Linked DNA regions of Mus musculus: regions 1, 2 and 3 are each linked to region 4. A link is a contact called in public Hi-C and promoter capture Hi-C data. All regions are on one chromosome and are shown on one strand. Each heading gives the region's core, a stretch centred on a gene start, on an enhancer-like site or on the middle of the called end of the contact. The rest is flanking DNA. Distances are from core to core; before and after follow the strand shown.

Region 1 (5,728 bases), core at 822-3,321, 430 kb after region 4:
ACCCTTTCAGCTCCTTGGGTCCTTTCCTAGTTCCTCCATTGGGGATCTTGTGCTCTGTCCAATGGTTGGGCTGTGAGCATCCACCTCTGTATTTGTCAGGTACTGGTAGATCCTCTCAGGAGAGAGCTATAACAGGCTTCAGTCAGCAAGTACTTGTTGGCATCCATAATAGTGTCTGGGTTTGGTGACTGTATATGGGATGGATCCCCAGGTGGGGCAGTCTCTGGATGGTCATAGCTTCAGTCTCTGCTCCACATTTTGTCGCTGTAACTCCTTCCATGGGTATTTTGTTCCCCCTTCTAAGAAGGACCGAAGTATCCCTTCTGCTTTAATGTCATGTGTTTCAATTTAGATTATGAAAGTGAATTTAATATCACTTCCTCTTCCTCCATCACCCTCTGAACAGCCTAAGAGTTCTCCTTTCCTTCCCTTTAAACTTTAGCTTCCCTATCATGGTCTGTGCATCTTTAATTTGTTTTTGTTTTTTTTCAGATTTGTAAATAAAACTTAAGTTAGCATGCAGAATACTGGGTTTCAAGATGGCATTTTTTTACACCCATTAATTCTGCTTTGCTCTCTTTCCTATATAATTATCTTTAAATCAGAGTCCACACGTGGTGCTTATGGTAGTTGTCTTTATGAGTCTGGCTTATTTCACTATTAATTCTTGCATACCGATTTTATTTTTCCTTTGGTTTTTTTGTTTTGTTTTGTTTGTTTATTTGGTTTTGGTCTTTGAGATGGGGCCACAGCTTGCTCTGTGACAAGGAAGACCTTGAACGTCTCTTCCCCTGCCTCTGCTACTTCACTGCTGTGATTACAGATGCGTGAACTAACATACCTGGTTATGCAAGTTGGGGATCACACTCGGGACTTCCTGTACGCCATGCAGCCACGCCACCATCCAACTCACGTTCCCAGCCCTCGTGTGTTTGCTCGGTATCCTGCAACTTCACTGAAAGAGTTTGTCAGACCTGTTCAGCATTTTCTGGTGGATTCTTCAGGGGTGTTTGAGTATTGGAACATGGCATGTGCATAAGACTGCTTTGGCTTTCTGTATTTAAATGTATTTATTGGCTTCTTCTGCCTTACTATTTCATACAACTTCCAGTAGGATCCTGAGTATGAATGGAGAGAGTAGGCACCCTTGTCTCATTCCTGGGTTTCCTCTAAACATTTCCACAGTCAGTATAATGTTGGCTATAGATTAGTCTTTTTTTTTTCCCCAAAGATTTATTTATTATATGTAAGTACACTGTAGCTGTCTTCAGACACCCCAGAAGAGGGCATCAGATCTCATTACGGGTGATTGTGAGCCACCATGTGGTTGCTGGGATTTGAACTCAGAACCTTTGGAAGAGCAGTCAGTGCTCTTAACCGCTGAGCTATCTCTCCAGCCCTAGATTAGTCTTATATAGCCTTTGCTGCCTTGAGGTGTGTTTCCTCTGCTTCTGGGTTTTTTTGGAGGCTTTTACCATAAGACCTTGGTAAACTTGGTCAGTGACCTCTTCCACAATGATAGGGTCCTATGATTTCCATCCTCAGGTCTGTTAATGACTGTGCTAAAATCTTGATTTGTGTTATGTTGAACTTTCCTTGACCCCTGAAATGATACCCACTTGGTCATGAAGTATCACCTTAACGTGTTATCTAATGTGCTTTTCAAGTATTCTGAAAAGAATTTTCTTTCCCACCTGAGCTTATCAGGGACATTGTTCTATGTTCTTGCCATGGCTGTTGGGTCCATGTCCATGTTGGGTGCTGGTTTTGGGCAAAGGCATCTTTTCTGAGAGAAGAAGCCTTATCTCTAGAACCTGCAGACAGGTTAGTGAGGAGTAATATCCACATACACACATATGTGGGTCATATCCACAGGAGGTTTTACAAGGGGTGATGTTTGTATCTATTTCTAGGCTTCCTTTTTTTAGGTAACAAACGTATCACCAGAGCCAATCATCAAGCGGTTCAGTGTTCCTGCATGATGTCAGGTGATGCTCAGAAAGAGAACTCCATTGTGAAGTCACAAGGACTCTTCATGGTTCACCAGATGAAGTCTCAGAACTTAGAGAATGCATTCAGATACACCCTGGATTATATATAAGATGCTAAATTGAAGTCTTGATGTCCTCCAGCTTCCATTTACTAGACCAGGGGCAGTGGCCAGGAATGAACCCTATGGAGCATCATCCTTGGAACCAGGTCACTTGATGAACACAGTCTGTAGCTTCAATGACTGGCTTAAGGTGATCACCCAAATTCTAAAGTCACAGTGCATCTCTAAAGTGCAGCAATGCGTGCTTCTCTAGGTCTTCCCTCCTTGGTCCTAAAGAGCCACTAACCACCAAACACCGCTCTTGCTGCCCAACTGTACTTCTTTATGAAGTGTATGGCTTGTCCTGCAACCTGTTCTGGGTTCTACTCGGAGTCCTATCAACATTCTCTACTTTGGATCAAGCTACTGAGGCAGATTTTTTTTTCCCCTACAAGGAGCTGTTTATGTGATTCAAGTGTCAATTTTGACTCCCTGGCTTCTCACTATGGTCCAGATGTGAGCCTGTCCTTCACATGATCCTTAGGAATTCTTAAGTTAAAAGTTCCCCTCCATCTCCATATTGATGGTACTTTCTGCTGCATAGCCTTGTCTCTACTCTTCTTATCATACTAAGATTTTATTGTAAATCTCGTATAATTTTTTTAGTGACTTCTGTCTTAGTTAAGGTTTTACTGCTGTGAAGAGACACCATGACCAAGGCAGCTCTTATAAGGACATTTAATTGGGTCTAGCTTACAGGTTCAGAGGTTCAGTCCATTATCATCAAGGTAGGAACATGGCAGCATCCAGGCAGGCATGATACAGGAGGAGCTGAGAATTCTACAGCTTCATCTGAAGGCCGCTAGCAGAATAATGGCTTCCAGACAACTAGGATGAGGGTCTTAAAGCCCACACCCACAGTGGCACACCTACTCTAACAAGTGCCAAGCATATACAAACCATCACATCTTCCTTATGTCATGTCTTTCTAGAAACAACTCTGCAAGGAACATCTGGAGGACATATGGAGAAACAGATACTGCTATAATCAAAATTACTTTTGGCCTCTGAGTTCAACTATTTGGCTTGACTTGGCTTGGCTTGGCATGGCTTGAGAACCAAGCTCCCTCTTCTGGCTACCGAGTCTTTCCTGCCCAGGGCTTCGTGAAACAGTCCTCAAGGCTCCAAACAAATCCAGCTCATTGTCAGAGTTAGGTTTTGAGGGTCTGGCCCCGGAAACATTTTGGTCAGGAAGGGAGCCCACATGACTGATGGATGACTTTATATCTCACTATCTGACCATGGATGTTTGGTTGATATTCAAAAAAGCTTCTTCTGATGCTTCTGGAATATTGTAATCGTAACCATCTTTAAAAGCTGTTTCTTTAGAGGTGACATCTTTGCAGGTCCTTATCCTCCCTAAGCTGGTCTAGCCTTAGCTAATGCTTCTTATGAAAATTCATCTGAATTGAGTGATGGAGCTTGGCTTAAGCTAGTATCCGGCCTGAAGAACTGTTAAACTTTTCCTGGTTAAACTTCTCTTACATTGGTCTATAGTTGAAGGTGGTAGATGACACACGAACTCTTTCATTGTCTCCTTCCATCCGTGTGGATGTGGCTGGAGTTAAGCCTCAGGTGACACAGACTCTTCAAACTTTGAGTCCAGTTGATGATCTGAGGAATCAAAGACAACTTAAGTGATACAGAGGTCTGAGAAGCACCAATGACCTAAAATTTCAGTCATCCTTCAAGGGGAAGTACACACTATACTGTTTGGAAGTTGTGGTCATGTCATCTTTCATGATTGGGCAAGCCTGCTTTTGTACACAAAAGAAATGTAGGCCCAGTAAAGTTAAGTTCAAGTTCTGAGGAAGGGCCCTCACTAGAAGCTCAGAAACCTGAGAGAACACACCCTGTAGTGACTTCAAAGACTTTCTTGCTGGACTTTGGTTTTCTGGGAGCCAAGGCATTCATAGGATTCTGGCCAACAAAAGAAGTTGGTCTCAGAATCTCAGACTTTCATTCCTGGTGAATTTCCACACAAAGCATCAGAACCATGTTTTCATTTTAATTAGAAGAGTGATTCATGACCTCAAGGAAATAAAACACTTGAAATAAAACACAGAAGACGACAAAAGGCCCTGTCGGCTAGTGAGAGCCACTCTCAGTGCGGGTTCATTTTATTTTAGCACTTTCTGTGGGTCTGAACTGAAACACAGGGTTCTGCCTTTTGACAGCTCAGAAACCGGATCTGTCTTATAGTGATGACTTGTTAAAACATTAATCTGAGGTGTTTGTCTCTTACTTAAAGGCAGGTGTATGAAATAATGACACATTTTGAAAGCATCAATCACAGATTAGATGACTATGGACTAGACCAGACCACAGGTGTCTGCAGAGCTCAGTTTGTATTTGAGAGGATCTACCTTGGCTTTCTTATTGCTACATTGTATTCAAAGAAAAAACACTTAGCACCCAAGAACAATCAAACTCTTCATTCCACTGTCTCTGCTGACATCATTTAGAATGAACTCTCTCTCAAAACCTTTTGCCATCCCATGCCTCCAAACCTGGTCCTTATTCCTCCACCCCCACCCCCACTCCCAACCCCCCCTACCCCGTCCCCCCATCCTGCAATCTGCATTTTTCCCCAACTGGGTAAACTTCCCAAATTACCCTTTCTTAGGCACTATCATTCCTCCTAAAATTATTAGTTTTGAGAGTGAAAATAGAAAATGACACCTTTGCAGATGCAGAATGTTAACAATCATTCCACTTTCACCGTCTCTGATCTGTTTCGTGCCTTGTACTCTTTTCTAAGTGCTTTCCCAGAGAACCATCTTTGGTACAATATAGGAAATGGGCTTCAAAGTGCTCACAAACACTAGCAAGGTGCTCTCAATCACATGAGGGTTAAATACCCGAGGTTGGTGTCTTTTAGGGGTGGGGGTCTTGGAGAAGTCAGAGAACTTCCAGGGAGAAAGAGACAAAGCAGGAACTGGAGTTGTGGCTTAGTGGTTAAGAACACTTGCTACACTTGCAGAGGACCCAGGTTCGGATCCCAGCACCCACACTGTAGAGCCCACAGCTTCTGGGGATTCAATATCCTTTGCTAGCCTCTGTGGTACCAGCATGCAGATGGTGCATAGTTGTAAATGCAGACAAATACTCATACCCAAAAGATATTTTTAAAGACAAAGGACAAAGCAGAAAGAAGAAAGGAAGAAAAAACAAAGAAGCCAAATGTACTATGTTTTGAACACTAGTCAGAGCTGGCAGTCTCCTATAAAGTGTCTGTTACCACACAAGGGCTTCATTCTTTCACGATGGAAATTACAAGAGTCCCCGACTAATTACCTACAAACCTAAATGTTAATTTGGTAGAAAACAGGGGCCTTATCCCCTATACTTGTTCTGCAAATTACAGTAATCATACAGAACCCCCCAGGCACATTCCTTCCCATCTCCCTCCCCTTTGTCTTCTATAGAACTGTTACTCGGGAGAGGAACAATAGCCAGAGGTGGGCTAGGAGGGCAAGGAGGATGCTTAATGCAGACAAACACCAGCCACATCTCAAGCCCAACTTAACCTGGAACAGCAACAAGAAAGGGAGCCAGCAGGGTGGAGAGACACCCCCGCCCCAGCACAGTAAGTAATAATAAACTCCCCTTAATTTCAGCTAGTTCTCCCCATCT
Region 2 (6,321 bases), core at 1,542-4,041, 510 kb after region 4:
AGGCTGGGTAAGGGCTCCTGCTTCCATGTATGATGCTCTGAGTTTGATACCCAGGATCCATGTACTGGAAAGAACTCAGTGGCTGCAAGCTGCCCTTTGACCTCAACAGACACAAATATAGAACATGTTTTCTTTACATGAAACAATGTTAAAATGAGATAACCGTGTCTAATAGGTTGGGGAGAGCATAGAGACCGGGCCTGGTCCTGTGACTATGAACTCGCTCCTCCAAGAAGCTGGGTTCCCAGGGTTCCCTTGTAACCTTCAGGTGCCTTGGCCTTTGTTCCCTGAGCATCCTGCTGCCTCTCCTAATCTGTTTATCACCTGTGCGGATGAAGCTCTGGAGGCTTGAAAAGCTCTTGGCTTGGCAGAGCTTCATTTAAACTAATTTACACAGCAGGGGAGTGTAAATTTCCTTAGGGCTAGAGGATGCAGTCTTAGAACAGTGATTATTTTTTTCACTTGAAGAAATGGGATCCCTTGTAAATTCTATTGAAAGAAAGAAAAAGGGCAGTATCTATGAATTCCCACTTCTTGATGCTTTAAGGGGCACTAACCTGTGGCGCTTGCAGTGTTAGCGATTGGGGGTGCCCACAGTGTAGGACTGGGAGTACCAGAACTTGAACTTTGCAAAGGACTGACCGAAGTGTTGAGAGCATTCAGGAGTGAGTTTGGGGTGGCTGACGTATTGAGCGACAATGTGGTGGGCCCCAATAAACCTGTAAAGAATAAAAGCCAAGTCAAATACACCTACGTTCAAGATTCAAAAACAGGGACGCCACTCATACTGTCTTGTGGAACAAGCATCGATAGAACCTGGTGCTTTCTAATCTGTCACATTCGAGTGACAGGTTTGGTTTTGTTGTTTCGCTTTTTTTTTCTTTTGATGTTATTTCAGATATTCCCGTGAAATCTTGCCTTTTCCACATCTCCAACCATGGAATTTGCTCGTCCTCAAATAGACAATAGATGCCATAAGATTGGGGAGACCGGTGTGCCCAATCTAGCACAAGCAGCCAGCCATACTTAGAACTCCTAGACACAAGCCCGCTGACAACCTAGGATGGACGAACCTCAGCTCAAGCAGAAGCTTGTTTTTTGTTTTTTTGTTTGTTTGTTTTGTTTTTTGTTTTTTAATTCTCCCCTGACTCACTTGGTATCAGCTTCCCAACAGAGCCCTTCCCAAGCGTTCACGAGCGGCAGCGCCTAGGAGCGCCTTTCCTGTGGTAGACTGGCTGGCTGATACTTCGTACACAGGATGCTGGACCAGATGGTTGCGTGCGGGTCTGAGCACACACTGACTCCTGTGGGCTCCAACCCAATGACTAAAACTTGCCCAGGGATTGTGCTGGATTCTCTCTGCTCTCAAGAAACCTAGCGCCTGCTGTAACCAGGGAGATTCTCCTTTGGGAATTTGGGGTCTAAAAGATGATGTTCATTTCTGTGTGTTTTCTGAAGTGCACATGGGTCAGTGTTATAGGAGCTGGGTGGCCAAGGAAACCTCTCCTCCACTCAGGGAACTCGGCTTCTCCAACCACTTTCTCAACTAGAACACAATAAAACGGGCCCCTTCTAAGTCAGCAGTTCTCACCGTTCCTAATGCCACCATCCTTTAATACAGTTGCTGTTGTGGTGAGCCCCCCCAACCATAAAATTATTTTGCTGCCACTTCATAACTATAATTTTGCTACTGTTTCAAATCTTGGTGTAACTGCCATACAGGATATATGATAGGCAGCCCCTGCAAAAGGGTTGTGCAACCCCCAAAGGGGCTGCGACCCACAGGCTGAGAACTGTTGTAAGTCCACCAGGACGTCCCAGTCCACAGTATTGCTGTGTTGCTATGGCTGTTCAGGCCTGTGTGGAAGAGACAGCTTTGGTTGAGGAAGAACCTGCATCACCATAGTAGTGTCTGAGTGTGACAGTTTGGAGCCCAAACAGGTTTTACACACATGACGTCTTTCAGTGTTGGGGATCGGACCTAGGTCTTCATGCGTGCATCCTACCAGTGAGCTCTAACACAGCCCATCCTACTATGTATGTGACCTACTGTGCTCTCCTTATACATGAAGGCATCTGGGAAACGAGAAGGAAAATGGTAAGCCTGGTCTAATGCTAACAGAGCTCTTGGCCAGCTTACAAGAAAGGTCTTCTAGATGAGGGCACTATTTCAGGATCAGCAAGGACTCACTGCACTTTCCATGAGTGGTATAAGCTTGGCTTGGCCTTGGGTTTATCAGGCCTAGCTGTAGGGTAGGGGAATGGGAGGTGGGGGAGTGGGTTCAGGGACTCTCCCCTCCCCCTTCTCTAGCTGCCCTCCAGATTTGCAATTACTTTTTGGAACAAACTGGATCTTTATCTCTAGGGAGGGAGGGCAGTACAGCCAAAGCAAGACAACACAGAGCGCATCCATCACCGTCAGCGGCTCCCCTCCATCTCGATGGCATTCTTAATTTAGCAGAACAAACACGCGCCACGGAGAACAAGAGCAGGCAGGCTGCGATTATTTACACTGGCATCGGAGGAATCTGGGCAACCCAAAACCACGGAGGCTAACAAAAGAAAAAACTCAGGCCAGATGAATCAGGTCCCGACCCGGTTGCTTGTCACCGTCACCGGGCTTTGGGGCTCAGAGGAGAAAATAGAATTTAGACACAGCACAATGGTAGAAAAGGGCAGGGAACCCGATAAGCCGTTCCCCAGTGGTAATAATAAACTTTATACCTAGTCCAGTGAGTCCGAGGCCTGCCGAAGCTAAGATATCCAGGCTGGGACAGGCCAGGCCGGCAGGGCACGATGCTGGGGATAGACTGGTTGCTATGGAAACCCCACTGCTTTCAAGTCCGAGGAGACACTTCCTTGCTTCATACATATTTAAGGCATTTCGCTCAACACTTTTCACAATCACAGACTATGAAAACACATAATGGGGGGAAAAAAGATGACACTGAGGTAGGCATACAATGACAGAAGGGTAATGAAAATGTAAATGAGTGGCCACAGGAGGCTGGATACCACCCCCTATCAGCCTCTGCTCCTGACACTCCCGTAAAACGTGAGTCCCCACCTACTATGTGTGTGTGTGTATGTGTGTGTGTGTCTATGTGTCTGCAAACCATTGAGAGCATGATGCTGTGGGCAGCCAGCATGCAGGTCCCGATCCCTACCTAACCTTTTAAGGTATGGATTCCTATCCAGGCATGCTTAGAAATTTAGCAAATTCTTGGTGTCAAAGTCCAGCTGCCCCACTACACAGCCTCTGGGCTTCATACTGAAGCATTCCTCCTCACCACCTCATTACCTGCAGAAGCCAAATCAAACCCACCATCACGTATAGATTGCACAGTTACAGTTGGCTTCTTTTTTTTTTTAACATACACGGTCTAATGGTTAGCTGACGTACCTCTAGGCACCACCAACCCCCAGTGAGACCACATCTGTGGCAAATCTTATGAAATATATGTGTGTGTGTTATATTATGTTATATATAATGATATATTTTATAAATAATAATAATTGTGTATATATATAAATTTTCCTTACTTCCTATATGTATATGTCATATACATATAGAATTATATAATTTATATATCTTTTATATACTAAATGTCTAAGCATATATATGTATATATATAAACATACATGTGTATATATACATATGTATACATATATAAACACATATGTGTATGTATGTGTGTATATGTATGTGTGTATGTGTGTGTGTGTGTGTGTGTGTGTAGTAGTAGTAGTAGTACTTAGAATCCAGCCATCAAAACACAATTTCTTTCAGCCTAACATAGGTTCGTTTTTCTCCTGAGCTCTTGGAATTCTTTTTATTTCTGTCTTTGTTTGGCCAAGCCCTTCTCGGAATCTGAACTGATGGTATTTGTGATTAAGTTAGTCAAACAGGGCTTTATGATGTCTAAATCCCATGGCCTGGTCTCAATCTCTGAACTCACTCAACCTTGCTCCCCCAGTCTTGGGGCGCTTTAAAGTTTTCTCTAAAAAATAAAATAATAATAAGTGTGGTTGTTTCCTCCAGGTGAACAGAAAATATCACATTTACTCATGTAGAAATCATATGCAAGACAGATACACATAAAGCATTCTATACACAAGATGGCATCTCTGGTTTAGAAATTTTAGTAAAGTATGGCAGATTTATCTACCTTAGTAATTCAGGACTTCCTACTCGAGAATCTAACTGCACATCCTTCTGTGGCTTACACACGTGAGTGTGGACACATGGATACACACGCACACACACACACACACACACACACACACGCACATCTCCATATATACCTGTACTTGCACATATACATACATACATATATACACACATCAACACACATGCACACACATACACTTACATGTGCACACACACATACACACATGCACTTACATGTGTACACACAAAAAACTGAATAGAATTAGGGAAGAGATGTGGGGGAAGGAGGGAGGGAGGGAGAGAGAGAGAGAAAGAGAGCACGCAAGCACCTTTCTCTATGAGAGAGTGGAGTAGCACCTGTGAATGTGGACCCAGGTCCTACCCTGACACCAAAGCTGGTCCAGGCTGAATCTTGTGCTGGCTGGCGTCCATGACTACAGACTCCCTTATCCATGGCTGCCTGCTCTGTGGCACTGTTACAGCTGCCCAAACCAAGTCGGATGATTACTGGTTTATTTTTTACTCTATGATACATTCCCCTGCACTAAAGCAGTGGCTCTCTACATTGCTAAGTCCGTTCACTAGACTTTATAAAGCAATTAAAAACCAGCATTTAATAAAAATAAAAAAAAGTTAGGGAAAACTCAGCTGTTCTTCAAAACATTCCACAAACTTCAAAATTTAATTACAGTCTATAAATCTTTTAAGTTTTAAACATTCAGAAAAAAATGAGGATTAATATAACATTGTCATACTTAATACCTGGAACACAGACAATTTTGCATGTGACTTTTGTTAACCCCCTGGATTATTTCGTAGCCATGCTTTCTCTCCTAGTGGTGAACTTGGGATGCACCCCCACACCCCACACCGCCCCAGGTCTCCCTGCCAGCCAATGCTTCGTGATTTGGAAAATATAAGAGTGTAAGTACTGCTACCTAACATGTTTTTCCACTCTGAGAGCCTTCAATTCATTTCACCTCTGCTCAGCACGCACAGCGGCAGCACAATGGCTGCCAGTGACAACCACTGGTGAGGTCCCAGGGTCCCAGGCTTTAAAGGAGCTGCAGCAGGCTTCACAATATTAATGCATGAACAGTCTTCCTTTCTTGCTTTCTCAGGGCACTTCAGATCAGACTTCTCCCACTGCGCATTTACTGTCCATGTAAATTACCAGATAGCATTGGACAGAGAAGGCGCTAAGGCGGCTGAGAGCTTTCATTACTCATGGGCTTTATTAAAGAAAAGGAGAGAACAGAAAAAGCAGCAGCTCCGCTAAGCCAGCACAGGACGTTCTGCAAATTGATTTGAACATGCGCACACATGCATACACTTAACATATGAGTCTCCTTAGCTACTCCCTAGCAACCAGCCTGTAGTCAGCAGATTGCAAATTAAGAGTCCTTCCAATAAATACTCAGAAGTGGTGTGTCTTGTTCACACAGTAGGTCTGCTTTGGCTTTCTGACAGAGTTCAGTATTGATTTCCGTTAACAGCTTGGCTGGTTTAGGTTACCACCATCAGTGTGGGAGCACTTCCTTTGCTCCACCCCCTCACGAGCACCTGGCCGACTGCCACCCTGACTGGGGTGACATGGGATCTTCATGGAGTTTACATTTGCTCTCCTTTGATGGCTAGTGAGGCTGAACAGTTTTATGTTCGCTAGCCATTTGAACATCATGGTTTGGTTGTTTTTAACAGTCTGTTTGCTTCGTTAGCCTGTGTATTGATTGGGTTGGTTGATCTCTTGTCAAAATTACCAAGTCAGATGTGGTAAAAAATAGACTTTTCTTTCTCCTGTATTTATAGAAAAACAATGTTACTAAAAACTAACATGAAAATCAAAAACCATGAAGAAAATGGAGGCAGATAACGGAGGGGGCACTGTTACAAATGTAACTCTTATAGCCAAATATATGTATCAGAAATTATTCCCATGTAAATGAACAACCAGAGTGGGTAGGGAAGGCTATTCCAGATGCTTCATCGGGTGCAGACTCTAGACCAACCTTGCTCGGCTGTTTGGGCTTTGGTTTAATACTGATAAAGACGTCCAGCTGTTCCATCAGCTGTGCGATGACCTGTGGGTCCACTTCAATGTCTTCCTTCATATCAAACATCAACACCAGAGGAAGACACCCCTAGACAAG
Region 3 (6,173 bases), core at 3,392-5,891, 370 kb after region 4:
TCTGAGCTTGTGTCCCCCAATAGATCCTCATTATATTTATAATAAGCTACAGTTAGATATATAGTTAGATCAAGCAAAAAGATGGGAGAAAATAAATGGCTGCCCAGTGTATTCTGTTAAGCTGCAACCTAGCCCTGCAAATATAATTCTGGATTACTTATCTATCTATCTATCTATCTATCTTTATTTATTTAGTCATTCTTGATTAGGTAGAATTTGGGTGGTACTGATATCCTATTACCCATTGAATGAGAAGTTCCCAGGAGCCCTCATGCAACCTCTAATTTCTCACACACAAAACAGAATAATTAAAAAAAAAATGTCCTGGGCTCTACATTAAGGCGGTGAGAGTCACTAGCTTGGATTTTGCTGTACCACCAATATCTATGTGTACGAAACTTGTTGTAGGGAGGTGAAACAAAATTGGGGTGCGGTGGGGACAACACATAGAGCAGTTCTGAGTTCACTAGTATAAATCTGTCTAACTTCAACTTTGTGAGCACTCCAAGAGACTCGGGGACCACAGGCCTAAGCTAGCTTTTAAAATTAAAGGACTGCTTGACTTCAGCCTGTGATTCTTTAAAATCTGATACTTGTGTCAGTTTTATAGTCAGAAAAAAAAAATCCATACCGGAGCGCTGTTCATCTTCTCTACTATGCAGAAACACCCCAGGAAGCTCATTTGCAGGGTCATTTGCTAAGTGGTTATGTTATTGAAAAGCTGAGGTCTTCGGAGAAAGCAAACCACTTAATTGATGCAGTGGAGTTATGAAGAGGGGGGGGGGGGTTAGTAGGGAAATGTGGGAGGGGCCAGGACTCACTGTCTCATGGCTGTCCCAGTGAGCCATGTTTAAATCTCCTGCAGTGAAAGTCAGAAGCGGAGTGTGTGGTTCATGTGAAGAATGAACAAAATGGTGCGGGTCTGGGAGGTTATGGGAGCCAAGCAAATCTCTCTCCAGACAGAGGTACTGGCAACTGAGGAGACCTTCAGCTGACGTCTTAGACATTTGCCAGGTTCCAGTGGTGGGCAGACCCTCAGAGCTTAACCAGTATTGTTGCCAATGGTGTCTCTGGACATCTGGGCACACTGTTACCCCTCCTGTTAGCAAACTTTCTTCAATACTTGTTGCTAACCTGAGCAATAAGCAACAATAGCTAAACTAATGGTCTCAGAAATATACTTAGTACTCTTTGTATCCAATTATCCATAATTTGTATCCACAATAATCCAGAGTAAAGCTGCTTTTTAGCAAATTGTGCTCCTGTTTTATTGAGATATACAATAAAGCCCCCAGGGTACCTTGGGTGTGCTGATTTCTCTGAGCTGATAGACACAGGTAGGTAGTCAAGAGCTGTCACCCGCCCCTCTCTCCCACATAACTGACTGGTCAAGTTTCCTTTCTCCTGCTGTGTAGAACAGCGAGCATGGGGGAATAAAGGGAGTGGAAGAAAATCTGCATCCCGCCAGAGTTCTGGTGCTCTGGGCAGGCGAACATGGAGGACTGCTGCACGCTTTCCACGAGGCCCCGGGTGGGTGTCTGGTTGTGAGAAGCCACGGACCCCAGCTTGTGGGGGGTGGACAAGGGGCAGTCTGAGGTCTCTGGGCCTCACGGAGGCCAGAGATAACAGGTTCTCAGTCTTGGGCACCCCAGACGCTGCTGGACACCATGGAAGAACTGAGAGCAAAGCTCTGCCAGCCTCGGGACCGAAGAAAGGAGAGGGCAGGAGAAAGGGGTTATGAGAGTCTTTGGTCTGGTCTGTGGCTAAGGCCTTCCAGCGGGAGGTTAGACACGGTTATTTAGGGGAAAACCTATTCCATCATTCAAGCACAGCGGGCCTTGATGAGTAGAAACAGACTATGATTTTAGAGCTTTATTGTAGAAAGAGAGAAAATAAAAGAAAGAGAGGGGCCAGCCATAGCCACGTGGAGAGAGGGGGCAAGGGAGAGAGAAAAGGAGGGCTAGAGATGAGAGTAAGAAAGGTGAGAGCTTAAGAGAGTGAAGAGGGGCTAAGCAGCTCCTTTTATAGTGAGCTGGGCTATAGTGACAGGTAGCTGTGGGGAAGAGCATACCAGGCTATTGCCAGGAGCTTTGGGCTTTGTCTGAGTGACTGACAGTCACAGAATTATGGACTTGGGGGCCCTGTGGTGTCAGGAACCTATCTCTGGGAACGTGGTTCACTGTTCCTTCCCTTGTAGAGTTTCTGGAGCAAGCCTCACTCAACCAAAACAGGCTGCCTTTCACAGTCCCACACTGCTGTGATAAAATGCGGACCAAAACCAACTTGAGAAGGAAAAGTTGATTTCACTTTATGCTTCCAGGTCATAGTCTGTCACTGAGGGAAGTTGGGACAGGAACTCTAGGCAGAAACTAGAAGGGGCGACTGCCTGGGATTCTGTGCACCATTACCCAAAATGGAAACTTCTGGTTTCTTCGGAAAGTTAGTCATGTCAAATGATGTTTTGCTAAAGCAGACACGTGAAAGGATATGTGATGTTTAGAAGGAATATAAATATGAGCCCACAGACAGTGGGACCTGGAGCATTGGTTCACTTTGCTTCTTCTTGTTATTCTTTGCTGACGACATGCATGTATTGGTTTACCTTACATTGTGTTGCTGAGCTTAGCTTGTGCTAACACCAGAGAGAAATTCACCAAAGAACTTCTCGGGAGGTTCTTGCAGCTTCTTGCCACTTCTGCTGACTTGGGCCAGTTGGTGGGCCTCACAGTTTCTTCTGGATGGACCTGCGGTTGCTGATTTGTGTGTGGTATCTGCAGAGTGCACCGGAGTGCAGCTGCTGGTTCAGGTGTGGTGTTTGCTAGTGGGCTGGACTGAGAACAGCAAAGACTGGAATCGCACCAAAGTACTATTTCTAAAGAGATCCACTTCCCCCATATCCTAATAACCTTTTTTTCCCCCACTACCTCTGGTGGGCTAGAGGGGAGGTTGAACCTTTATTAAAGTAAGTTGAGAAAAATAACACCTACAGTTACTTCTGGCCAGAGAATATATGCACAGCTGAGGGAATGCTGCAGGAACTGTAGAGGATGCTCATTGCTAGCTGGCTCCCTCTGTACCTTACATTCAGACCATTTCCCTGGGTAATGACGTCACCACCATCCATACTCAACTGGAACCTCCTTCATCCATGGCGACAAACAAGACAACTCTTCACAGAAATGCCCACAGATCCACCTTATAAAGACAATGACTCAATCAAGACCCTTATTTTTTCCTTTTCAGGCTGTGCTGAGTTGGCAGGCCATGGTGACTAGAGCAGACATAGGAATCAGAATCCTTCTTCCCCAAATGATAGAACTAGACTGCTCCTTCCAGAGAATAAGCCACAAAGCCTCAACTGCTCCTTCCTTTCTTCTTCCTCAGGCAAGAACGAGGGGATACTGTATGCGCAGGACTTGGTAGGCTCGCCCTTTGTCTCCACCACTACGTCTAGTCCTCTGTCCCATCATTTCTAGAGTTCTTCTTCTTCATGGAAGCTAAGCAAAGAAATAATTTTCACAGGGTACTTAGGTTTTCATGTCTAAAACACACAAAAGCTTTAAGATAATTTATTTTGTTTTTGTCTTATTAATTTCTTTCCTTGCAGGAGTTGGTTGTGGTTTTCTTGGTACATAAGAGAAGGTATCTCCTTTTAGGTCCACTAAGACTCATAGCTTTCCTAGTCGAAACTGGCCTGGGCCTAGACTGACTCTCTCTCTCTCTCTCTCTCTCTCTCTCTCTCTTCCTCCCTCCCCTCCCCTTTCTTTCTTCCTTCCTTTCTTTCTTTCTTTCTTTCTTTCTTTCTTTCTTTCTTTCTTTCTTTCTTTCTTTCTCCATCGTATTCTAGGTACTGGGCTCAATCCTCAGGCTACTGAGATGAAAAAAATATGTATCTGAAGACAGTGCCAGGACTCTGGGAAGTCATCCTGAAGTACAAGAAGAAGGTCTGAAGGAGTAGCTCTCGTGTGGCAAAAAAGCTCCTAAAATTCCCATGTAGCCTGGCTGCTGGCTGCCAGGGTGGCAGGTTAAGTTAACTGAATGCATGAAGATGAATGAGGACTTTCTTAGCAAATCTGAAATTAACTGGGAGAGAAAATGAGTACAACTGATCCAATAGTAAAAATGAGAGATGGGATTGGCTCAGCAGTTAAGAGCACTGGCTGCTCTTCCAGAGGTCCTGAGTTCAATTTCCAGCAACCACATGGTGGCTCACAAACATCTGTAATGGGGTCTGATGCTCTCTTATGGCATGCAGGTATACATGCAAATAGAACACTCATATACATTAAATAAATAAGTAAATAAATGAATATGAGAGAGAGAGAGAGAGAGAGAGAGAGAGAGAGAGAGAGATCAACAAATAGCTGTTGAATCCATCAATGGATGGCTGAGTGAGCAAAGAAACGCAAGGTCTGCCTCAGTGGATACTTTTTCTCTCAAAGCATTTTTAGAGGTAATGGATTGCTTCTGGGTGGAATCCCCACCCAGGTTAACAGAAACAAACAATCTTAGCTTTGAAGTTCAAGGACCCATTGTTTAAAGGTAACATTTTTTTTTAATTGTTTTTCTATAGCTACCTTGAAACGCTCATTAACCACTGGGGACTACAGTGTCACCACGTAGTATCCGTTTCAGACTCTAATGCGTGTCTGCCATCTACTGGCTGTATAGATAGAGCTGCAAAATCTTCATCTCCTTTTATCTGTATGTCCATTTTCTCTGGAATTTTCTAAGTTGTTGAAGCCAGGAGGGGCTTAGATTCCAACAGGCCCAACCGTTTCATTTTCCAGCCATTTCCCGTGGAGTGCAAATGATTGTAAAAGTTTGTGTTATTAACTGGTGTAGCGGGCTCTGTTTTGGGTCTCAGTAACTCTGGACGCCAACAGATGCACATCTGGAGAATTGTGTTGATGTCAATAGTTCCTAGGGGAACGGTGAGACTGAGCCTTGTTCCCAGTTACATGCCAGGAATCTCTTACTCCTCCATAAAGCTCCTTGTATCTCAGAAAGCAAATCTGTTATTTTGTCCAAGGATTTCCTGGATCAGAAAACAGCTGTAAAAAGATCCCAAGAGGAGACGAGACTTGGAATTCGCACCAAAAATTTCGGCAAAGTTGTGTGTGCTGTGTGCCATGTGCCATGAGCGCTCAAAGCATCAGCTCAAAACATAACAGCCGCTCCTATTCCAAAATGCTATGCTCGCACATGGAAAAACTGACAAACTGAATTTGAAAGAGGCAGGAGCCAGAACACTCACCGGAATAGCCAGGCCTAGGGAAAGCATTCCAGGAAGATCTCAGAAGCAAGCCTGGCAGAATTGACTCTGGGAACGTCAAGTTTTGCAACAGGCACATGTTTTAATTTTTTAAGCTACCTCTTGAGACTGGCCTTAGCCATAGTCATCCTTTTATTATGTGGGTTGCCTGGAAAATGCCATTTAACGTTCCTGAGAACACTGCAGAGTCAAATCAAACCAAACATCTCAATACCAGCTGACAAGAATCTTGGCCTGTGACTCTCAAAAGCAAAAATGCTTCAAAAATAAAGAAAGGGAGATGGAGCTGCCCATGGAACCTTCCAGAAACAATTCTCTGAACCAAGGGCTCTGAACCTATTGAAGAACTAATAAGGACAAACAAGACAGTCATTTGGATCTGGGACTTGGGAAAGAAGCAAGGCTTATCGCTGAGGCAATTGTTGTCCTGAGAGACCTGGTGCAGATAAATGCTATAGGGTCCTAAAAGGTTATAACAAGGGAAAGTTCTTCTCTGTGTGTGTTGGGTGGGTGGGTGAGATCAGATTCAAGAGATTTGAATATTCATGTGTGCTCTGCATCCCCACCCTCCATCCCCAGAGAGGTCACTGTTGAGCCTGAATCCCTGTGGGCTCTTTATCTTAGCCCAATGCCTGTGGTCATGAACAATGCTGTTTCTAGATATCAGAACTCTAGAAGACTGATTACTAGAGAGACTGAGACAGAGACAAAGACAGAGAGACAGGGACCTTTTACTCTGAATTTCAGTGTCTGCTTTAAATGAGAGCTCAGAGATCTGGATGAATCATTCATGACCAGAGGGAAATTTTTAAGATCTGGCTATCACAGGGGCTGGGAAAATGGCTCAGTGACTAGGAGCACTGGCTACTCTTCCAGAGGACCCGGGTTCAATTTCCAG
Region 4 (5,960 bases), core at 1,177-3,676:
AGGCATGATGGTGGTCGGTCTGTTTAGCCTAAGTTACATTTTACTTTAAGGAGTTTGAGAAGCCCAACTACCCAGTACCTTTGTTTTTCCCTTTTGTTCTCCACTTGTGCACAACATTCTGCCTACCTAGGTGCAGTCTCAGAGTTGAAAAGACAGAATAGCTTTCTTTGCTGTCCTTGAATTTGTAACGTCTCCTCTCCTTTAACCCCCCCCCCCAAAAAAAAAAAAACCAAAAAACCATGTTTTAGCCATGCTACATACAACCACAGAGAAGTCTGGACCCTGTCGCTGGCCTGGGAAATACTCTGGCTTCCTTACAGATCTCTGTGACAATGTTCCTCTTCTCCCTTTGAACTTTTCCCAAACTGTTGTTCAGATAAGCCGAAGGCTCCAAAGGAACCTTTGCTGATATCCATCAGTATTGTTCATTCCAGGGTGAACAGGACATCTCATTTTAAAAAGGCACTTGAAAACCTCTTACCAAAAAAAAAAAAAAAAAAAAAAAAAAAAAAAAAAAACAGATGAAGATACGATCAAGAATTGGATGAGTGTTTAAAAACCCCAAGTGGTTTCCATCAGGGTTTTAATCTAGAGTATTCTTAACTTTTAGCCATAATATACTGAACTGACTGTCTTTCTTCTGTATGAATAGTTCTTACAAGCTTTTCTGGATCCTTTCTGTTTGTGGGCTGTGGAGAACTAGTCTTTTCCTCCCTCTGGGCATTATTGAATCTCTGGATTTGTGGAGCACGTTTATTATTTCATTTTATTTTATTTTTATTTTTTAAAAATTTATTTATTTATTTATTTTTATTCTGGTCTGCCATTCACCCCGCCCCCGCTCACCATTCCATCCCCGCCCCCAAGAGGATGTCGCCACCCCCTCCCCTCACTTTACCAGACCTCCCCACTCCCCAGGGCCTCAAGTCTCTCAAGGGTTAGGTGCATCTTCTCTGAGGCCAGACCCAGCAGTCCTCTGCTGTATATGTGTTGGCCGCCTCATATCAGCTGGTGTATGACGCCTGGCTGGTGGCTCAGTTTCTGAGAGATCTCCGGGTTCCAGGTCAGTTGAGACTGCTGGTCTTCCCATGGGGCTGCCCTCCTCCTCAGCTTCTTCCAGCTTTTCCCCAATTCATCCACAGGGGTCCCCCGCTTCTGTCCATTGGTTGGGTGCTAGTATCTGCATCTGACTCTTTCAGCTGCTTGTTGGGCCTCTCAGAGGGTTCATTATATTTTCAACTGGTCCACAGCATATTCATATCAACTGCTGTTTTTCAGGTGAAAGCATTGTTCCTTCTGTTCTAGATGAATCACTGGAGATGTTTACGCAATCAAAAGGCTGGTCTTTCTTCACACTGAACTACCCAGAATGGGCACCACAGCCCTCGAGCGCAGGGGCGTTTGGGAAAGTGACAGTCTTTGGATCTGAGGACAGGAAGATATCCTGTGATTAGACTTCACGTTGCCATCTAGAACCTAGTTCCATGGGACAGTAGGATTAAGAACACATGCATAGTATAGTTCAACACGTAAGTCTGTGATCGTATTTCAAAATTCAGAGGCAGGTCTTTCCAAGTCAAGGTCAACATGTCAGGAAACATGGACAATGGGAACGGGGCAGGGTAAACATCTCCAAGCAAGAATAAAGCGGGGTGGGGGTGGGGCTGACCGGCCCTCCCTTCCCCCAACAAAGTAGACTCCATCAAAGGGAACAACGTTTGTGAGTTGTCATTCCATCCTTTGTGAAGGTGCGGGGCTGCTGTGGGGGTAGGAGTCCATCTCCCCGCCTGGCACGGTGTCCTAGGCATCAGCGAAGGCCTGGAAAGCATTCTACATTCGCCTGCATAGGTTCATTCACATCTCTGTGGTCCTGCGCTGGGCGCTTCCTCTAGCGGAGTAAAATAACAAGAGCGCAGACGGACCTGTCGGGATGCAGCCCGCCCTTGGGAGCCCTTTTGTTCTAGGCAATAAAAACCAACACACAGTGAAAATAAATCAAAACTCAGCATCCATATCCCTCTCCTCCTTCTCGATCTCTCCATGCTTTCAGGAAAAGCGACAGAAGCATCTTTGCTCGTTTGCATCCCTAGGGTGGGGTGGGGGCTGGGGAGGTAACAAGCCATGGGAGGCGGGCATTGTATCCACTGGGGGGTGGGGGGGACGACGCAATCTGTATTGCCAGCTGAGGCTGAGGTGGCAGGCTCAAGCAGCTTGGACTCTCTGTAGCTCCTAGCTGCCTACCAGGGTTGCGCGGAGCAGCTCCAGGTTCCTGAGGCTGAAGCCCCCGGTCGCGCGCCGCCGCGCCCCGCCCCATCGTCCCCGCAGCCTCGCGGGCTGCTGGGCTTTGTGGTTCGCCGGTGCCGCTGGGCCCCTGCTGGGGGTGTCGTCAGGAGCATGTGCAGACAGCAGCCCAAGGTAGAGCGAGCGTGCCGGGCGAGCCCTAAGACTTGCCTGGCAATGCCATGTTTGTGTGGGTGCTCTAACTCCGGGAGAGCAATTAGGGAGACGGCTCCCCGGCCGCACTTGGCTCATGTTTTCTTGTTTCTGTTTCAGCCTTCAGGATAATTCCTTCGGCAGCGCCGCTGTAACTGAGTAAGTGCTTCTTGCCCTTACAATCGACTTGCATTCCTGTCTCCGAAGCAACTATGGTGAAGGTATCCCCTCCCGCTGCCACCCCACTCCACCCCACCCCACCCCTGTCCCCAAGCCCTCTTTCCAGGCGATGCATTGTCTCCTGGATCCTGAGGCTGCGAGGCTGGCGGGGCCCACAAACCTCACACAGGTTGCAGCCAGTATTTTGGCAGCTCGGGGTGGAGGGTGCGCGGGGGTAGGGAGTGAGGAGCGGAAGCGGGGGGTGGGGGGAGTAATAAACCTAGCTTGATTGCTGCGGGAGGCTCCGTGGCCCAAAATATGCAATCTTGGAGCTTAGCTTAAAAAAAAATCTATGTGACATGTCAGAAAGGAAGCTGGGTTGTATTTTGCCAACATGAGTGTCAGTTTTCATGGAGTGCACGCAGTGTACATTTGCCCCAAATAGACGGATGTGAGCTAGCAGGAGTTTAATTCCAGCATATTTAAACAGGGTAAACTCACCTTCCCTCTCCGTGTGTACAGATTTTTAAGACACAGTGCGGTAAACTTTTCTAGATGCCTTTTTGTGATTTTTCTCGTCTGGCCACAATAATGTGACTATAGAGAAACGCCTTGCCTGACTAACAACCTAATAACAGTTCATAGTGGAGGGAAGGGAAATAATGTTTTACTCTAGGCCAGCCCGTGTGTGTGCGTGTGTGTGTGTGTGTGTGTGTGTGTGTGTTGATATTGATAGTGCTTTGTTTTTATTTTGGTCATCTCTTCCTTAGTATTTTCTTAATAGAATCTATATATCAGAGGTGAACGTGGAGTAGATTTTGCTGGCACTGTATGCAATTCACATATAGCTGGGAGTATAAACTATATGTATTCCATTTTATCGTAGGGAAATTAGTGTTTACTTCTGGGACCTTTTGGTAAAAGCTACTCGGTAAAAGCTTTTTGCAGCAGGCTGTGTGTGTGTGTGCATGCGCAAAGTTGTGTATCCCACTACTTAAGAGAATTGTGAGTTTCATACAGAGGCTACAAGTGGCTTAGAAGCTGTTTGCTAAAGAAACCTGAACAGTGACGAGAGCATCTTTTGGCTTTCAGATCCTGCCACTGTTGCAGAGACTTGGAGAGGGAGGGCTGAGGTTCCACTGTGCTTTCTGGGCCTCTTCCCCATGCACTTTTGCTTGTCTGGTTTGCTACTGACTTAGTACCCCGCTTTGAGCTCATCTAAGTGGGGTCTCTTTAAAATAAGGACCAGGTTGACTTTCAATGATTCACTATGGCCTGTCCACTGGAACCCTGGACACGATAGTGACATTGCCTTGCAATAGAAAGATAGAGAAAGAGAGAGGTGGGGAGAGATACCTGTGGGCCAAGGATGAGGCCTGAATTTCCTGGATAAGTGGTCAGGTAACATCTCTCTTTTCCTCTGGGTTCCTTGGCACCACATGTTTTTCTGGGCCTGATTCTTGGGAGTGTTGTGTGGCTGTATTCCTAGAGTCAGCCATAGTCACAGGCCCAGGAGTTTCAAGATGGAGACTTTTAGTTCCAGCTTTCATATGGTGTGTGTGTGTGTGTGTGTGTGTGTGTGTGTGTGTGTGTTTGTTATGGTTAAATGCTGGGGAGACTCTTGGTGTCTTGTCCTTGGATACTCCCCAAGGAGTTCTGATTGCATAAGATCACGTTACCCTCAGAGAAGTGACAGAGGTTCCTTTTAAAAGGCTGTGAGTAGTGTCTGGGAAGCCATCTGGCTAATGCAAGAATCTAAGGAACTTGCAACACACCCAAAGCCCCACAGGTGTGACCCGGCTCAGCTGAGGGGCGTCCTAAACCAGTGGTTGTCAAAACGGAACATTGTTCATCTTCTCCTCTCAATAATATGAAACTGTTCCTGGGTCTGTGGACTCCCGGCAGGACCAGAGGGTGCTATCCTGAGACACAGACATAGCAGCTTGTCCTGGAAGTGTTTGGGTGCCATGTTAGTCTGTCCCGAGGAGGTTCTTTCCTCTTCAATGTTTCTGAGAGGCAAAGATCCTCTGGCTCCTGTCTTCACCCATGTCCAGTGCCTCCTCTCCAGACCACTGAAAGTTCAGGCCTCTGGTGTTGATCCTTATTAAAATGGAAATTAAAAACTCTGTGCCTTGGAAGGCGCATCCAAGCAGTCATTAGAGTTCCCTATGAATTATTTTATCAGATAGACTTATGTGAGAGGATGCTGCTTGACCAGTCGTGATTATTTGTATGTGCGCGCGCGCCTGTGTGTGTATGCATATGTGTGCCGTGTGCGCTCATACAGTGTGTGCATGAGGGAGCCTTTGGAGGTCAGAGGTTAACATCCTATGTCTCCTTTGATTTCATTCAACCTCATTTCTCACTGAACTTGGAGTTTATGATGGGTTAAGACTGGCCAATGAGCTCTGGGGAATCCTCCGGTCTCCATCCATCCCCAGACCCAAGGCTTTATAGGTACCACCACTAGGATGGACTGACTTTAAAGTGGTTGCTGGGGACTCACATTCAGGTCTTCATACCTGAGCCTAAGACAGTGTCCCACTGAGCCAGGGCTCTGTCTCCCCAGCTGGAGGTCCTGGGAAGAGTCACAGGAAGAGTGGAATTAGGAATCAAGGGGCAGAATCCTTTTCGTTTTGTTTTTCTCAGGCCTTGAAAGGCCTGTGCAGATCTGGGTGAATTTAACTCATTCTCTATACAATCCCTCCCCCAGCCCCCTCCCCCAACATCAGAGTGGCCTTAGCCTTTTGTTACTTCTGCAGCATCTTTTCAGGACGTGCTGTTTTTAAAGTCTGTTGCTGGGTCACTGTGTTTAGATTGGTGCCTCCTTTGCCAAAGTCCTGCCTAGGAGCCTCTAAGGGTGGTTAACACAATGACCTGATAACCTCCACCTGGAGAAGACTGACTCTGGTGAAAGCTATAGACCCTCCAGGCTAAGAGAAGACCTAGAATTTGGATGCGAGTCAGGTCAGAGGTAGCTTGGGTTCTAGAAACAGTTAGATGACATCATTTTAGAAGCATATACTAGTTAAGTGGCTGGGCAATGCTGCTTAAAAGTTTACATTACAAGAAGCTGGAGAGATGGCCTAGTGGGTTACGTGCACTGGCTGCTTTTCCAGAGGATCAGGGTTCAATTCCCAGCACCCATGTGGCTGTCTGTAACTCTAGTTCCAGGGGATCTGATGCCTTCACATAGACATACATGTAGGCAAACACCAATGCTCATTAAAAAAAAAAAAGTTTACATGACAGGGCTGGGGGGGCCCTGGGTTTGATTCCGAGCACCAAATAAAACTGAATGGTGGTAGTGGTTGTGAATACCATAATCTCTAGTACTTGGTGGTAGAGACAGGAGGATCAGATTGGAG

Evidence for each region. Promoter capture Hi-C pulls out the DNA fragments that hold promoters and counts their contacts. Hi-C and Micro-C count contacts between places; a contact is called where the count stands out from the background.
Region 1: a promoter capture Hi-C map of neural stem cells shows a contact between it and region 4. The contact joins the promoter of 4930533K18Rik here to the promoter of Fam13c in region 4. A contact is called at or near these places in 7 of 39 promoter capture datasets (the 3T3-L1 cell line, 3T3-L1-derived adipocytes, cranial neural crest and 4 more).
Region 2: a promoter capture Hi-C map of hippocampal neurons shows a contact between it and region 4, with 2.9 times the contacts expected there. The contact joins the enhancer-like site here to the promoter of Fam13c in region 4. A contact is called at or near these places in 10 of 39 promoter capture datasets (the 3T3-L1 cell line, 3T3-L1-derived adipocytes, the HPC-7 cell line and 5 more), 1 of 484 Hi-C or Micro-C datasets (cortical neurons), 8 of 115 datasets of contacts at active chromatin or transcription factors (astrocytes, embryonic forebrain, embryonic hindbrain and 4 more) and 1 of 9 other capture datasets (embryonic stem cells).
Region 3: a contact with region 4 is called in a Hi-C map of uterus, with 4 times the contacts expected there. The contact joins the enhancer-like site here to the promoter of Fam13c in region 4. A contact is called at or near these places in 4 of 39 promoter capture datasets (the 3T3-L1 cell line, 3T3-L1-derived adipocytes, cranial neural crest and 1 more), 1 of 15 datasets of contacts at CTCF or cohesin (the NIH/3T3 cell line), 4 of 484 Hi-C or Micro-C datasets (cerebral cortex, cortical glia, cortical neurons and 1 more), 4 of 115 datasets of contacts at active chromatin or transcription factors (astrocytes, embryonic basal ganglia, embryonic hindbrain and 1 more) and 1 of 9 other capture datasets (embryonic stem cells).

Annotation. Positions count from the first base shown.
Region 1 is chr10:70,866,570-70,872,297 of GRCm38.p6, forward strand. 4930533K18Rik (RIKEN cDNA 4930533K18 gene) reads left to right here and starts at 2,072. Exons shown (of 6, transcript NR_166097.1): 1 at 2,072-2,243; 2 at 5,521-5,681.
Region 2 is chr10:70,947,215-70,953,535 of GRCm38.p6, forward strand. Bicc1 (BicC family RNA binding protein 1) reads right to left here. Exons shown (of 21, transcript NM_031397.3): 9 at 6,181-6,312; 10 at 2,725-2,911; 11 at 558-719. Among named protein-coding and RNA genes, the nearest start is that of Gm24486, 68 kb to the left of the region's middle. Within about 2 kb of position 2,792, at least 58 of the 459 cell types and tissues checked have an H3K27ac peak or open chromatin away from gene starts, as enhancers often do. A contact at or near this core is called in astrocytes, cortical neurons, forebrain and 3 more, where this site is marked.
Region 3 is chr10:70,809,875-70,816,047 of GRCm38.p6, forward strand. No RefSeq gene overlaps it. Among named protein-coding and RNA genes, the nearest start is that of Gm40689, 18 kb to the right of the region's middle. Within about 2 kb of position 4,642, at least 24 of the 459 cell types and tissues checked have an H3K27ac peak or open chromatin away from gene starts, as enhancers often do. A contact at or near this core is called in forebrain and uterus, where this site is marked.
Region 4 is chr10:70,438,484-70,444,443 of GRCm38.p6, forward strand. Fam13c (family with sequence similarity 13, member C) reads left to right here and starts at 2,427. Exons shown (of 14, transcript NM_024244.4): 1 at 2,427-2,592. The coding sequence starts at 2,531.